Linked DNA regions of Mus musculus: all the other regions are linked to region 1. A link is a contact called in public Hi-C, HiChIP or PLAC-seq and promoter capture Hi-C data. All regions are on one chromosome and are shown on one strand. Each heading gives the region's core, a stretch centred on a gene start, on an enhancer-like site or on the middle of the called end of the contact. The rest is flanking DNA. Distances are from core to core; before and after follow the strand shown. Region 1 holds the start of Dapk1 (death associated protein kinase 1). Region 2 has its middle 24 kb from the start of Gm19866. Region 3 has its middle 40 kb from the start of Gm19866. Region 4 holds the start of Etohd2 (ethanol decreased 2). Region 5 has its middle 34 kb from the start of Tut7.

What was found. Promoter capture Hi-C pulls out the DNA fragments that hold promoters and counts their contacts. A called contact is a pair of places that touch in the nucleus more often than the background predicts. HiChIP or PLAC-seq counts read pairs in DNA pulled down with a chosen protein or histone mark.
Region 2: a Hi-C map of nephron progenitors shows a contact between it and region 1, with 1.9 times the contacts expected there. The contact joins the enhancer-like site here to the promoter of Dapk1 in region 1. A contact is called at or near these places in 6 of 39 promoter capture datasets (cranial neural crest, frontonasal cranial neural crest, hippocampal neurons and 2 more), 2 of 484 Hi-C or Micro-C datasets (nephron progenitors and palatal mesenchyme), 11 of 115 datasets of contacts at active chromatin or transcription factors (embryonic basal ganglia, embryonic forebrain, embryonic limb bud and 7 more) and 1 of 9 other capture datasets (embryonic stem cells).
Region 3: an H3K27ac HiChIP or PLAC-seq map of microglia shows a contact between it and region 1, with 7 times the contacts expected there. The contact joins the enhancer-like site here to the promoter of Dapk1 in region 1. A contact is called at or near these places in 10 of 39 promoter capture datasets (HPC-7-derived erythroid cells, cranial neural crest, frontonasal cranial neural crest and 6 more), 5 of 484 Hi-C or Micro-C datasets (the N1E-115 cell line, cardiomyocytes, embryonic fibroblasts and 2 more), 11 of 115 datasets of contacts at active chromatin or transcription factors (SST interneurons, bone marrow-derived macrophages, embryonic basal ganglia and 8 more) and 1 of 9 other capture datasets (adipose tissue).
Region 4: a promoter capture Hi-C map of the HPC-7 cell line shows a contact between it and region 1. The contact joins the promoter of Etohd2 here to the promoter of Dapk1 in region 1. A contact is called at or near these places in 10 of 39 promoter capture datasets (3T3-L1-derived adipocytes, the HPC-7 cell line, HPC-7-derived erythroid cells and 7 more), 1 of 484 Hi-C or Micro-C datasets (embryonic stem cells) and 5 of 115 datasets of contacts at active chromatin or transcription factors (bone marrow-derived macrophages, embryonic limb bud, extraembryonic endoderm stem cells and 2 more).
Region 5: a Hi-C map of the N1E-115 cell line shows a contact between it and region 1, with 7 times the contacts expected there. The contact joins the enhancer-like site here to the promoter of Dapk1 in region 1. A contact is called at or near these places in 12 of 39 promoter capture datasets (3T3-L1-derived adipocytes, the HPC-7 cell line, HPC-7-derived erythroid cells and 9 more), 22 of 484 Hi-C or Micro-C datasets (LSK cells, the N1E-115 cell line, adipose-derived mesenchymal stem cells and 14 more), 19 of 115 datasets of contacts at active chromatin or transcription factors (T-cell acute lymphoblastic leukemia, VIP interneurons, astrocytes and 12 more) and 1 of 9 other capture datasets (adipose tissue).

What each region holds. Positions count from the first base shown.
Region 1 is chr13:60,600,545-60,603,244 of GRCm38.p6, reverse strand. It overlaps Dapk1 (death associated protein kinase 1), which reads right to left and starts at 1,298. Exons shown (of 26, transcript NM_029653.3): 1 at 1,135-1,298; 2 at 649-820. The coding sequence starts at 710.
Region 2 is chr13:59,890,929-59,893,782 of GRCm38.p6, reverse strand. No RefSeq gene overlaps it. Among named protein-coding and RNA genes, the nearest start is that of Gm19866, 24 kb to the left of the region's middle. Within about 2 kb of position 1,277, at least 28 of the 459 cell types and tissues checked have an H3K27ac peak or open chromatin away from gene starts, as enhancers often do. A contact at or near this core is called in nephron progenitors, where this site is marked.
Region 3 is chr13:59,874,448-59,877,147 of GRCm38.p6, reverse strand. No RefSeq gene overlaps it. Among named protein-coding and RNA genes, the nearest start is that of Gm19866, 40 kb to the left of the region's middle. Within about 2 kb of position 1,442, at least 111 of the 459 cell types and tissues checked have an H3K27ac peak or open chromatin away from gene starts, as enhancers often do. A contact at or near this core is called in the N1E-115 cell line, SST interneurons, adipose tissue and 4 more, where this site is marked.
Region 4 is chr13:59,768,538-59,771,237 of GRCm38.p6, reverse strand. Etohd2 (ethanol decreased 2) reads right to left here and starts at 1,272. Exons shown (of 2, transcript NR_015349.3): 1 at 892-1,272; 2 at 1-311. It overlaps Isca1 (iron-sulfur cluster assembly 1), which reads left to right and starts at 1,449. Exons shown (of 4, transcript NM_026921.4): 1 at 1,449-1,614. The coding sequence starts at 1,534.
Region 5 is chr13:59,855,578-59,858,277 of GRCm38.p6, reverse strand. No RefSeq gene overlaps it. Among named protein-coding and RNA genes, the nearest start is that of Tut7, 34 kb to the right of the region's middle. Within about 2 kb of position 1,372, at least 33 of the 459 cell types and tissues checked have an H3K27ac peak or open chromatin away from gene starts, as enhancers often do. A contact at or near this core is called in the N1E-115 cell line, adipose tissue, muscle stem cells and 1 more, where this site is marked.

The sequences.
Region 1 (2,700 bases), core at 49-2,548:
CTCCCAGTGAAATCTTCTTTGTGCACCTAGACACTGACACACTCTGCTCAGCATCGCACCCCCCACAGCGTGTTGGTACGCTCTGAATCTAGACAGCCGCCATAAATGACACCGAAGCCACCACTAACCAAGCCGGGAATTAAATTCCTGGTTGGAAGAAGTTTCAAAATCCAAGGCCAACATCTGGCAAGTTCCACGCCTGCCTACCAATCCTGGCTGGTGTTGCACTGAAAATTAGCACAAGGGGAGAGAATTGTTTAAGTGCCCATTAATTAACTTGTACGCCGCTTAAAACACACATGGGTGGTCCCTCCAGTTGCAGTTAGAATCTTTGCGTTTGCCTCATTGTCTCAAAAGGGTGAAGGCTGACAGGAGTTAGTAGTGCACACAATGAAGTCTGTTCTTATCCAGGGATTCTGACCATACCCTGTGCACAGTAACTGCACTGTGGGTTGCCTCTCCACCCCTCAGATCAGGCAGTTTATTCATGGTCCCTGGCTTTAGCTGGTTAGGCACCGGTTCCTCTGCTATCCGCCCATCTCAGAGAAGGGCCAGTCAGGGACATGCCCGGTTTAAGCAGCATCTGTTTATCGCGCAGTGCCCCCCACCACACACACACCGCGCGCTTCCGTCACCCCTTCCTGGTACCTGCCCAGTTCCTCGCCGGTGTCGTAGTAGTCGTCCACGTTTTCCTGCCTGAACACAGTCATGATAGACTGTCACGCCTCACCAAAGCCCAGGCCACTCCGGCTCCGCGGCCCGAACCATCCCCACCGCCGCCTCGCTGCTGCGAGCCCCTCATGCACCAAGCCGCAGACCTCTGAAAGACATGGGGAGAAGAATGAGACGGTAAACTCTAAAAAATCGGGGTCCCAGGGGCTGGGTCCCGATCTCGAGGCCTCCCGCGGGCAGGGGCCACGCGCCCTTTGTTAAGTCTAGGCTGGGGGACCCCCACACCCCGCATTGCCGCGCCCCAGCCCCGTGCCTGCGGTTCCCGGGCTCCTGCCTCCGCCTCCGGACAACGTGGGGACAGCTCGGGGAAGGGACACAAAGCGCCCTGCCCCGCCACCTGTTCCCCCGCCCGGCGCCCCGGCCGCCCTCCCGCTCCTCCCACTGCCTGCGGCGGCCACTCACCCGGTCCCGCAGCTGTCGCTTCGTGCGCCCTGAGCCCCGCGGCGGGTCCAGGTCCCCGGCAGCTCCGAGCGGCCTCCGCTCCTTGCGTCGGGCGCAGCTCGGCCCCGCGGGGACGCAGCCACCACCTCCTCCGCGCCCTCCTCCTCCGCTGCGCTCGCGGCTCCTCCCGGTCCGCGCTCCCGCCCCGCCGCGCGCACCCCGCACACACCCACTCGCCCGCACCGAGCGCGCGCCCCACCTGTGACTCGGCGCCCGGCTGCCCTCTGCCGCCCGCTTCGAAGAAGCCGGAGGCTTTCGTCCTCTCAGAGTGTGAACCCAAGGATCCGTGTGGGCCAGGCGACGTGCTCCGTGCCTGGAAAACCACAAAAAAAAAAAAAAAAAAAAAAAAAAAAATAGAGCAGAAATCAATAAAGTCCTGCCCCGGAGGCGCCCACACCCCGATGGAAACGATAGCAAACAAATAGCTTATAAATGAGGTCGCTCTGTTCTTCTGTGTTGACAACAAAAACCGAGAGAGGACAGCAGGGGCCTCATCAGAGGGGGCGTCTCCCGCCGCTTGTTTTGAGCTGAGATGTCTGAGATCCAGGGAGAAAAAGGTTGAACTATCACAGGCTGTCAGTACTGTGGTTGCTCAACTGAAACACAGCGAGTCCAGCTTGAGCTGTATTAAGCTTTCAATACACACCAGACACTGTTTAAGACTGTGTTAAAAAAAAAAAAAAAAAAAAAAAAAGAACGAAAATCGCCGTATGTGTGTCTTTATATTAGCTACATGTCAAAATGATGGTGCTTTGGACCTATCGGGTTAAATAAAACTTTATTAAAATAGTTACACTCGCTTTGTTTTGTTTGCTTGTTTGTTTTACAGTCAGAACAGTAGCCATTTACCTTGCATTGGATTGCTGAGGACTGGCCAGTCTGCGCAGACACTCTGGGTCCACCCGTGAAACCATTATGTCTCTCTCCCCGTGCTCCTGACTTAATAAAGTTCCTAAAGGGGATTCTATCCTGCTGCCTAGAATCGCCAAGGTTCATCCGTGAACCTGCCAAGAGTTCATATCCACACCACTGCTCAAACTCTCCATTCAACAGATATTTTCAACCGTGGAGGCTTGGGCCTAAAAGAACAAAGAGAAGCAAAAGAATGTATCAGATCCTAATCTTAACTCCGTCTCCAGCTAGGAGTGGTAGCACACACCTGTAATTCCAGCACATGGGTGAAGAAAACAGGAAGATCAGGAGCTTAAGGCCAGCCTCAGCTGTAGGAAAAGTTGAAGGTGAGGCTGGAGTACGCATCTCCAAACAAACACAAACAGCAAAAAGGTATTCCTAACGGCCCAAGGAAAGAGTCCAGCGGGCACGATAGAAGAAGGAGATTAGAATGTGCCACTGGCCTAAGTGCTAAGATGGAGAGTCAATACAAGAAGATCTTGAGAATTGACAAATACAATAAAAATAACAACAGCAACCAAAAACAACAACAACCAAATAAATAGAAGGGTGATTTACTTGGGAAGCATGCAAATAAATACATCTGCCAAAAAAAAAGAAGAAGAAGAAAGAAAG
Region 2 (2,854 bases), core at 28-2,527, 710 kb after region 1:
ACATATATACACACACATATACATACATACATATATACACATGCACACACATATATATTCACACATATACATACATATATACATACACACATACATATATACACACATGTATATACATACATATACATATACACACACATACATACATACATATTCATCAAGTTCATAGCACTGTGTCGCTATTCAGACAAAACCATTCGCCCAGTACAGATCTGAGAGAAACACATGAATAGAAAGATCCAGAAGGTACAAAGCTGGGCTCTGTAGTTCACACCTGTAATTCCAGGACTTGAGAGGCTGACACAGGAAGATCATGATATCAGGACCAGCCTGGGTTACATAATGATTATAGGCTGGCGGTCTCCACAATGACAACGCCTAACACTGCACAAGACGCTTCTCCTTCTACGACTTCTACTCTTGAGTTTCATAGAACAAAGAGAAACCCTCAGAACACATGGCTTGTGAGTTGTTTTGTTGTAAGCCTTTGGGTAGGCAAACAGAGAGATGTCTGTGACTGTGGCAATGCTGGCCACTGGAAACTCATGACATCAGCTGCCCCCTCATGGCTCGATGATTAACTTTCGAAGGTCTCTCTGTGGTTTCCAAGAGAAAACGCAGCGAGCTCACATGACATAAGGCTCGGCGTGCCTCGTGAGCACACACCTTTCACTCCTTCCTGTTGTCCTTCTGCACTCACAACCCTGCCCTCCAGTTGTGACTGCACACTAAAACCTGGCATTACAAAGCCCTTGCTGTTTTTCAACTCAGAGTAAAAGTGAGTACACACCTCAAGCGTTCATAGGGGTCAGTCAGAAAAGACTCGAGGTTTCTAACAAAATAAAGGCACAGTTGGGTCTTGCTTTTCTATGGGGGTCATCAGCCTCATGTATCATGTGTCATCTGACCAGAGTTCAAGGGCTAATTTCTCAGGCACTGAGAGAGAACAGGAGATAGGCAAGCCACTAACCTTCAGTGTCCCCAAAGGAATGCCAGTCAAATCATCCTTAGAATTGTTGCAATGACTGGGAACAAATAAACACTCTCAACCTGGGAACACTGCTGGACCTCGGACACCTTTCTGTCTTCGACAGTGGGAAGCCCCTGAGTGAGTAACTCAACCCCTCGCCTGGTTTTGATCTGGCCTCTGGGAGCTGCACCCCCTCCCCCGGGAGCAAAACTTCTCCTCCTCCTCCTAAGGCCCTGTCTGCATAGACTCCTCTAGGGGCCTAGGAGTCATATTGTCACAGACAGCCATAAAATGTTTATAGCTGCCAGGATCCATTGATCAGCGAGTCAACCGTGCATGCAGTAAAAGTGCTTCGTGTGAGAATTCAGAAGCCAGGGCACAGCAGGCCACAGTTGCCGCTTGGCTGCTGAGGTAGTTTCATGGTGCTGCCGGGTCCCACCTGTTCACTCACCTCCCTCTAAATAGACAGTAAATATACATCCCCAATAATTAAAGAAAGGCAGATTGTTCTTAAGTTAAAATAGAGAACTGTAGGTGAGAGATCATGCTTGTTTGAGGGGCTTAAAGTATCTGGACATAATCCTCAAGCCACCCATGGAGGCTGAGACCTGGAGGGGTGGGGACAGGGAACAAGGAGCGGGCTCTGCTGAGGGAGCAAAGGGGATCACTCTGTTTTCACAGTTGTATTGTAAAAACAACCGCTAATACCCAGAAGACCCAAGAGCAGCCCTCCATGGCTTATCTGAGAAGCCACTCCCCGTCTCACACCCTGTCTAGACCGAACTGGGCATTATCAACCACCTCTATAGATGAAGCAGGAACCTATTCTGACAGACCCGGGCCTAACGAGCCTGCTGCTGTGGAAAATTCAGAAGGAAATAGATTGCTTTCCACCTCAGATAACTGAAAAGGGGACCTCTCAGGCCTGACACCCTCCATTCTGCCTGAGACACGTCATCTCTCACTCTTGACTAACAAAGTCCCTGAGTCTGACTGAAAGGAAGGAAATGAGAGACAGGCTCCTTAAGTATCTCCATCAGAAGCCAAGGTCTGCGCGGAAATCCCAGTGGGGCCTAGTAGACTCCTACTGTGGGCACTGCCACCTCGTGCCTCCTATTTAAGATGCCCAGCGCGTGGAGGACAATGCTTACTACTTCCCCTCGATAGGCTCCACCAGGCCTATACATCTATAGGTACCTATGTAGTCATCGGTACCATAAGGGCTGTTCCAGCCAACAGAACATATCGTTCTGGGAAAGGACACAGTCCCGTGGGAGCTGTCACTACTACCCAGAAACCTCTTGCTCTGCTCTGAACATACTGTTGTGGAAACCACAACCATGCTGCAACAGCTCAGGGAGACCGGGAGCAAAGGCATTTCTGTCCCATTCATTCATTGAACACTTAGGTATCTACCACACCCCATTATCACTGTTCAGTGCTCCTATCAACTCATTTAAGCACTGTACACCCAATACTAAAGAAGATCAGTAAAAGAAAGGGCAAAGCTACGCCAGTGCCAGTTGCAAGTTACATGCCACGCAAGCATTCCCAGGGAAGTAAATGGAGACTGAAGCTCAGCACAGGGGCAGACAACCCTCTTGCTTTGTCACTGCCTCAGTCTCCCCATCTGTAAAATGGGAATGGCCGTGACCTCTGTGGGTCATGCCCTGTAAGGAGCAAACCAAAGAGACTAGAAAAGTCTTCAAGGAGTGTCATATTGACATCAAGACCAAGTGTTAGAATCTCCTTCCCTCTGTGTGTGAGGAGGGTGCCCGCTGTTTATCAGCTATGGAGTATTCAACAGTCAGAGAATAAACACAGTTCATGGTTCCTGGCGAGGAAGAGCAGTAAACATTTTTACTCCATGAAGGCCTCGATAGT
Region 3 (2,700 bases), core at 193-2,692, 730 kb after region 1:
CCACATGGGGTGAAAGAAGAAACTAGATTAAATTCTCAGACCATTGCGAGGTTATAAAATGCCACACAAATGGGTCACATCAAACACCATTGGGGGAGCCCCTAGGCCAAGTCTTTGACCTCTGATACTGGAAAGCTCCCAAGAATCTTTCCCACCCTTGTCTTTGCAAATACTGAACACAGATTCACAGGCCCAGCTGCTATCAGCACAGGTAAACACAGCTCTCAGATCAGTCCCCATGGGCAAACAGAAGGATGATCAGCAACAACCACCACAAACACTATGAAGGCAAAGGGTTCTTACAGCCTTGGAAACCCTCCTGAAAGCACACAGAAGTGTTAGTGTTTGGAGCTTCCAGCGTGGATTGCTGATGGCAAGGCTCCCTTGAACTGATGATGACTGTATATTCATCATGACTCCTGAAGCAGTGAGGGACACTAAACATGGAATTAGCCTCAGAGGGCATAAAACCAGGAGCTTTCTGAGTAAGCTCACCTCCAGATTCCAAAATAGCAGAAGGTCAGCCATATCCATGGTAGGACTGAACCCCAACCTATCTCCGCATCTGCTCCTACCGTGGCTAGCCAGTTCAGTATCTTGGCATCCACTGCGATTTGTCACTTACAGCATGTCTTCAAGGGTCAGATGACCCAGGAAGAGTCTCAGATAAGCCCTGACTCTTCCCAGGATTTAGATTTAAGATAATATACAACAATAAGCTTCTAAGTGTTCCTAAATTGTCTTCAAAAGTCCCAGAAACATACATCAATGCATCTTGAGTCTTCCACACACATGAAAATTCTCTTCCCAAAGAAAAGCAAAGTCAGGTCCAGAAAAAAATCATGTCCGCAGGAGAAAGCACAAGCAAGAATGTTTTAAGGTCCTCACGTCGTTGCCATCAGAGACATGGTGTGAATATCTACATGAGGTCACAGGTAGTTTCATGATTATAGGGTTCCTGTGCCTTCAGAAAACATTAGCTGTTTCTGATACAATTCTCAATACAGTACAAAAGCACAAACAACCCCGAGTACAGCACAGATCCATAGAGAGAAAAGCAAAGCCGCTTCACACTCGGATGAAACACCAGCCCCACTGGAGGGGAGGGAAAGCACAGCCCTATCATTAATTAAATGTCCACCAAGCTGACTTGGGAAATACGAGGTTACGTGGGATCTGACACAGCAGAGCAGATGCCAACATGCTGACTTCTCACAAACCTGCCTGCCTCTTCCTCTTCCTAAAAAGGGCAACATCTGCTCTTCTCCCTTGAGAACACCACCAGTGCCTGCTTAGACAGCAAGTTCTGTTTGCTATGATGCAACTTTCTTAACAGGAAGTCTAAACCTCAGCTCCTGTAAAACCAACCAGCCCAGCCCCAGGGAGACTCTCCTTGGGGCAATACAACAGCCACCCTCAGATGGTCATGTGGTTCTGACACTGTCTGTCCCTATACAAACCACAAATATTTCTGATTAAGGCTAGGTCTCTTTAAGCAATAGCTAGAGGCTATAGCTGTGCGCTAAGAATATAAACAAAGAATAGCAGCTTGTTACCATCAAGCCAGTGATACTGATGGAGTTACAAACTATTTCTAAAGAATGATGTATAGCTCACAGGGCAACCTAGTCACAGCCTTATCAACTCTCAGCAAATGACTATCAAAGAATAAAAAATTCATTTCTGTGCTTTGCATCATTCCCTGCCCCCTTCTCGGCAGTCACCTTTCCAAATCATGACCCACTGATGTGTGTATGGCCACATTGTAACAGATCTTAAGATCCTGGCCACTTCAACCTGCTTCTGAGAAACACTGTCTCATTTGCTCCTCATGGTGAAGCTGCTGCTGCCATCTGCCCTTGTCATAAGTGACAGACCAGGGATTCAGAAGAGCTAAGAGACTGGCAGGACACCATTCAGCAGCCACGCCGCCAGTGCTTAGAAAGCATCGTCTTCTCGTCTTGTTGCTTTATTGCTTCTCAACTATGACAGGTTCCAACTTAAGTTCTATAACTTGAGATCTTGAAGCACCTACAAAAGAAGACCCAGAAACCAACAATCTCTGTGTCCATTGAGGTGGTCTATAGAAAAGATTGGAGCCCGGGGACCACAGATAACCACTCTTACCCCAGCTCAGGAAGCAAACTCTGAGGACAAGGGAAGAGGCAAACAGAGTCCTTCTGTGCTCACCAGAGTCAGCAATTCCGGTTTTATTAGACAACGCATGAAATTGCATGGCTTCCCAGACCATCTGCTTTCCCTTTGTCAAAAAATAAAGGGGGGAGGGGGTTACAAAGGTCAGGGAGCCAGCATTCTTTCACTTATACAGTTGAAGTGGGCCATAGACATTCCCAAGATCTTAAGACGAGTGTCGCTGGTTCTCCCTACATATGGCAGTCATTGAGCAGTGACAGTGCTGGGAGGCAGCCTTGCAGACTCTCCTCCCAACCTTTCGGGCTCTTGCAGGCTGCATCCCAAGACTTAGGACTCTAAGGTCACAGCATCCAGGAACAGGAAATGGTGGACCTTAATCAACCTGGCCTTGTTCTGACAGCATCCCCAAACTCTCAGCATCTGTTGGTTCTCTGTATTGGAAAGAGGTGTACTCCTGTCCCCACAAACAACAATCTCATCCACCAAGCTGCTTGGCGCCTTACAAAAGACATACCACGTTCCACTGCAATGTCCTGGCTCAGAGGG
Region 4 (2,700 bases), core at 23-2,522, 830 kb after region 1:
TCTAGCCTTAAAAAGGTTTCCTACATTTTGATTCTTAAAAAAAATTCTGCCCAGCAGCCTGGTGTTTTTGATGGCTTATACTGATACCATTAGACAAGTGAGGCACGCTTCTCAGCGGATAAGATAGCAGGCTCGCAGCCATGGCCAAGTCAAAGCTTCCTCTGCAAGCGATCGCAGGGCCAGGGCCGATGCCCTGTTCTGTTCTAAAACAGCGGAAACTCAGAATCCAGTTTTTACAGCAGGAGTTCTGAACACCCGATCTTCACCTTCTAACAGTCTCTTGCTCACTGTGAACTGCTTTGGCAAGCTTCCTGGTAAAAGATGTAAAAGATGTGTTTTCAGTGTACAGAGAAACCCTGTCTCGAAAAACCAAAAAAAAAAAAAAAAATCAGTCTGTTTTTCTTTTGCTTCAAAGGTGGCTTCTATCTTAAGGAGAGGATATCTTCCCAAGTGGAACAAAATCCTTGCAAGAGAGAGATCAATGACCGAGTGGGGTTCACAGTTTTCAGACACTAAAAATAGAGTTGAAAACATGGTGTGCCCACTCTTTGTAAAGCTATGAAGAAAGGGTCAGAACATTTTCTTAGCTCCTGGGCAGGTCTAGGCAGAATGTACAATGTCTGTCTTACTCTGTCAGTGTTCCAGCATGGCAAAGTCCCCATTTCGGACGGGGAAACTGCCCCTTCTAGTCAGACCAGTGAGATCGCACTGGAAAAGAAAACACTTGTTCTTTCCGTCTAGACCTGAGGCCGAATCCATTTCCCTCCCTCGGCCTTCCTGGAACCATAAGGGGGCGATCAGGGGTAGCAAACCCCTCAGTACTCCCCACGCCCACCCAGTTCCCGCACGGGGCCAGCTGCTGCTCCGAGATAAAGGAGCTCCCGTTCTTACGTCATCACGGGCCGCGAAGGAAGCCGAGGCGTGGTGACAGGCGCACAGCTAATCAAATGGGACCGGCTAGCAGGAAAGGCTAGCCAAATGTGCACGGGGCCCGGGATCGGGACTCAAGAACCGATGCTAACGTAGCGCCCAGGGCGCTCGCTCTCAGAGGCTCGGATAGAGCCACCATGCCCGTGCTTCCATGCGAGGCTGGTAGCTACGTACGTGCTCAGTTTTCTTGACACAAACTGCTACACAAGAGTGACATTTCAATAACTGGAAACCTGTCGTATGGTGTCTACCCGCTTGCTTTACTATCGAAGCAGCTCCAGAGTCACAGAGCCGTGTCCCCACTTCCGGGGGGTCTGTCGTTAGTGTACGCCATACGGAAGGAGCCATCCCACTTCCGCTAGCGCAGTGACCGCGAAGCCCGCAAGGTCACAGGTCACCTCCCTTGCCTCGTCAGTGATGACGGCCAATCGGCCCGGCCCGTCACTCACCCGGACTGTCCAATGGTGGAGCGGGACGGGCGACGGGAGGCGGGGCCTGTGGCGCCTGCGCAGGAGCTTGTGGCGTCAAAGTGCCCGCCGTGTCCATGGAGAGAAGTTGAGTCCCCACGCTCCAGCCGGAGGCTGCGGGTGCCGCGACGTGGACATGTCGGCGTCGTTGGTCCGCGCCACCGTGCGGGCTGTGAGCAAGAGAAAACTGCAGCCCACGCGGGCGGCCCTCACACTGGTGAGTCACCTCGGCGTCCGCAGGGAGGTGGTGGCGGCGGCGGCCCGGGGTGCAGAGCGAGCCTGGACGCGGACTAGGGTCTCCCGGCGGGCCGCGCGCGGAGCTCGATGGGGCGGACGGGCTGTGTGCGCTGCCACCGGGCGGCCGGGGCGGAGGACGGCAGTTTGCCGCCGAGGTCACGGCGTTCCCGGAGAAAGGTCACACAGGGAACGCCGCGGCTCCGCATAACCTCCCAGGAGGCGTCAGCCCCAGAGGATCGGGACAGCGTGAGACCGGGATTCATTCGGTCCAGACGCCACCGCGGAATCCGCTCCACCCAGAGTCCTAAGAGGGGCTCTTGCCAATAGTTAGTTGAAGCAAAATAGAAGGGAGTCGTGAACAAGTGAGATAATCTGTTTATAGGATAGGTCATTGTTTGGCCCTTCAGTTTGCCCCAGTAATCACACTGCATTCTGTGTTGCTTTTCCCTCCGGGACCAGCTAGTTTTCGTCACCGCAGGTATGTCATGGATTCTAGGATTGTGCAAACTATGCTCATCTTACTGAGAATAGAGTAGAATCCTCCTACAAGTAATAAATTCCAGAAAAGTCGAGCACAGGATAGGTGGTGGTTGTTATTGTCGTTGTTTGCTTGCTTAGTTTTGTTTTGTTTTTTTTTTTAATCACCATTTGGCCTATTGCATGTTACTTGGGAAATTTCGACCCGCCCCTTCTCACACCCCCCCTCTGCCCCCGTTTCTACCTCATAAGCATACATTATCATGATCCGCTGTTTTTCATGAGAAGAAATAATTGAGTTGCCTGGCTCGCACCCTCCGTAGGCCATTCCTTCCAGGAGTAACATCTCATTTGCACAGTCCTGGCCTGTGTCGTGCTTTGTAATCTTCTGTTTCGTTATGTATAGTAGATCTCAATTCACACCCTCTGCCGCGCTGCCTAGCTCAGCTGTAGAGTCTGTGGTGTTAGGCTTGGTCCTAGAATCACCTTTCCCTGATTTTCATAGGCACAGCTGTTGGCAGGCGTCGTGGTTCGTACTTGTTTTTCAAGTGTCTGGTAAACATTTTGAACCCCAGCACATAGCAAATGC
Region 5 (2,700 bases), core at 123-2,622, 750 kb after region 1:
AGTGCAGATGTTATGGGGTAACTATCCAGTTTCTGATTAGATTTGAGGCCCATCCACGGGAGGCAATGTCATGCCTAATACTATAATACCAGTCAAAAACTGAGGAAGTCAAAGAGCCTAGGGTGGAGCCAGCTATTGTTATTCTGCCTGATGGTCATGCTGTCAGATTTCCTACTAAATACTTATGTTTATACCCACAGATCTGAGCTGCTCTATTCTTGGTCACAGAATCTTGCTTCTGTTTGCAGTGGGCAGCAGTCAACGCAGAGACACATAACTGGTCGTAGTACTGGATCTAGAGATAGAGAACTCAGCCCTGAGTGGGATCAAACTCCTCCCCGACTGAGGTTCACAAACCGTCACAGAGGCGAAGGCAGAAAGAATGTAAGATCCAGAGGATGAGACGAGTGTCATGGAATATTGTCTTCAGGACACAATAGGGCTATCAAAATCATGAGCTCACAGTAACTGTGGCTTCCTGCATAAGACCTATACAAGATCAAGCCAGAAAAAAAAAATCTCAAGCACAGATGGAGCAGATGGTCTCTGGGCCCCACCTTTTGCTAAGGTCCTACCTTTTCCTGAAGCCCCACCCCTTAATGGATCCCACCCCTTAGTGAGACCCCACCCCTTAGTGAGACCCCACCCCTTAGTGAAGCTGAGCTCTTAGTGAGTTTGGCAACAGAAGTTTCTTGAAGAGGGAAAAAGATCCTTTATGGCTACCGATAGGTTTCCAATGGTCCAGTGTATAGTTCTACATTCATGAATGTATAAACAGCACTAACCAGACTAGTGGGTGATTAAAAAATAATAATAATAATTGAAAAAGAAGCCCACGTGTGGTGGTGCGTGACTTTGATCCCAACCCTCACGCTGACTGGCTCACAGCTGCCTGTAACTACAGCTCCAGGGGACCCAACACCCTCTCCTGGCCTCCTTGGATATTCCATGCATGTGGTGTACATATAAACATACAGCCAAACATTCACACACATTAAATTAAAATAAATATTTTTAAAAGACAGGGAAAATAGAAGAGGTACCACAAGACTGCTAGAAGTGCTTGCAAAGAGGGGCTGGGACGCACTAAAGCGTGGATTTCCAAGAAAGAAGCAATGCAGCCCTGCATAAGCCTGTGACTGGAACCGGAAGTGCATGACAGACTGGAGAGAGAATAAGCAAATGGCCCTGAGATGAGGCAGAGCGAGCGGCGGCGATTTGGTCATAGCCGGGTTGCCAGTGAAGAGTAAGGTGGGAGAGTGAACTGGGATAGCATAAGATAGGTGCTGTCCCAACAAAGTCAGCAAGAGACGCAGCATGGAGTACGCTGGAGACACCCAAGCTGGGAGCTGATGAGTCAGGGAGGAAGAACTCGGCCCAGTTCCCACTCCACCGCCACATCAAAGGCTCAAGGATTAGGAAAGAGAAAAAAAAGTTCAACCCAACCTTGCACAAGTGATCTTGGACCCTGAGAATCTAACCCAATTGTTGGGGTAAGCACCCAGGCCAGATTTTTGTGGACTTGGGATGAAATGCTCAAATGACTTTTTCTAAGGGAGGCGAAACGGAAGGACAATGTTTAGGCTGCGCCCTCAAACACTGTCCAACTATAATAAGGTAATTCTAGAACTCTGTGAATAACTTAACGGAAAATCATGACTTGCAAAAACCCAAATCATAGTCCTAGACTATTTTGTCTCTAGAAGTCTGTGTTCTGGGACGTTTGAGGGGTGAGTCTTCTATCCACTTAGCATCAGGGCCAGAAATCAAGGGTTGGTGAGCTGCTCCCTCTACCGGCCATGCAGAGGAGGACGGCGCGGCACCTCAGTCTCTGCACTCACCTTTTCCCTAAGGACGGAAAGGCGCAGCTTCTGTATGGTTCATGTGGGAATTGCTGCTCATTTCTTTTAGATTTGGGGGAAGTTTGAGGGAAGCTTGTTTTGGTTTGTTTTGTTTTGTTTGATGCAGAGAACGTACATCCTGGAGCATTTAAGAGACTATTCAGGACTATGATTTGGGTTTTTGCAAGTCATGATAGCAATGACCGTGACCGGCATGGCAAGATACTCCCAAACGGTGTGATTGTGGCATTAATATACCAACTGCCGTCTCATAAGACTTAAAGCCTACTCAACAAGAGGGAACCCTTGCCTGGTGCTGTAAGCTGTTTTTCTAGATGGCTGCAGCTGCTTCTTCTTCTTCTTCTTCTTCTTCTTCTTCTTCTTCTTCTTCTTCTTCTTCTTCTTCTTCTTCTTCTTCTTCAGATTTATTTATTTAATGTATGTGATACACTGTAGCTGTACAGATGGTTGTGAGTCTTCATGTGGTTGTTGGGAATTGAATTTTTAGGATCTCTGCTTGCTCCAGTTCAAAGATTTATTTATTATTATACATAAGTACATGTAGCTGACTTAGACGCACCAGAAGAGGGTGTCAGATCTCATTTAGGTGGTTGCTGGGATTTGAACTCAGGAAGAAGCAGTCAGCAAGCGCTCTTACCCACTGAGCCATCTTGCCAGTCATGGATGCAGCTTCAAACTGTGTTCTAAGTACTTACACTCACACTTAAGTCTGCCTCTCATTCCTCATCGAAGATGCTTCTTTTTGCACCAGATGGAGACTACAGCAGAGATGCCCAGCTGGTTAAAGGCTGAGACGGAGCGAACTCTGGGTGACCAACCCCATTCGGTCCATCTACAG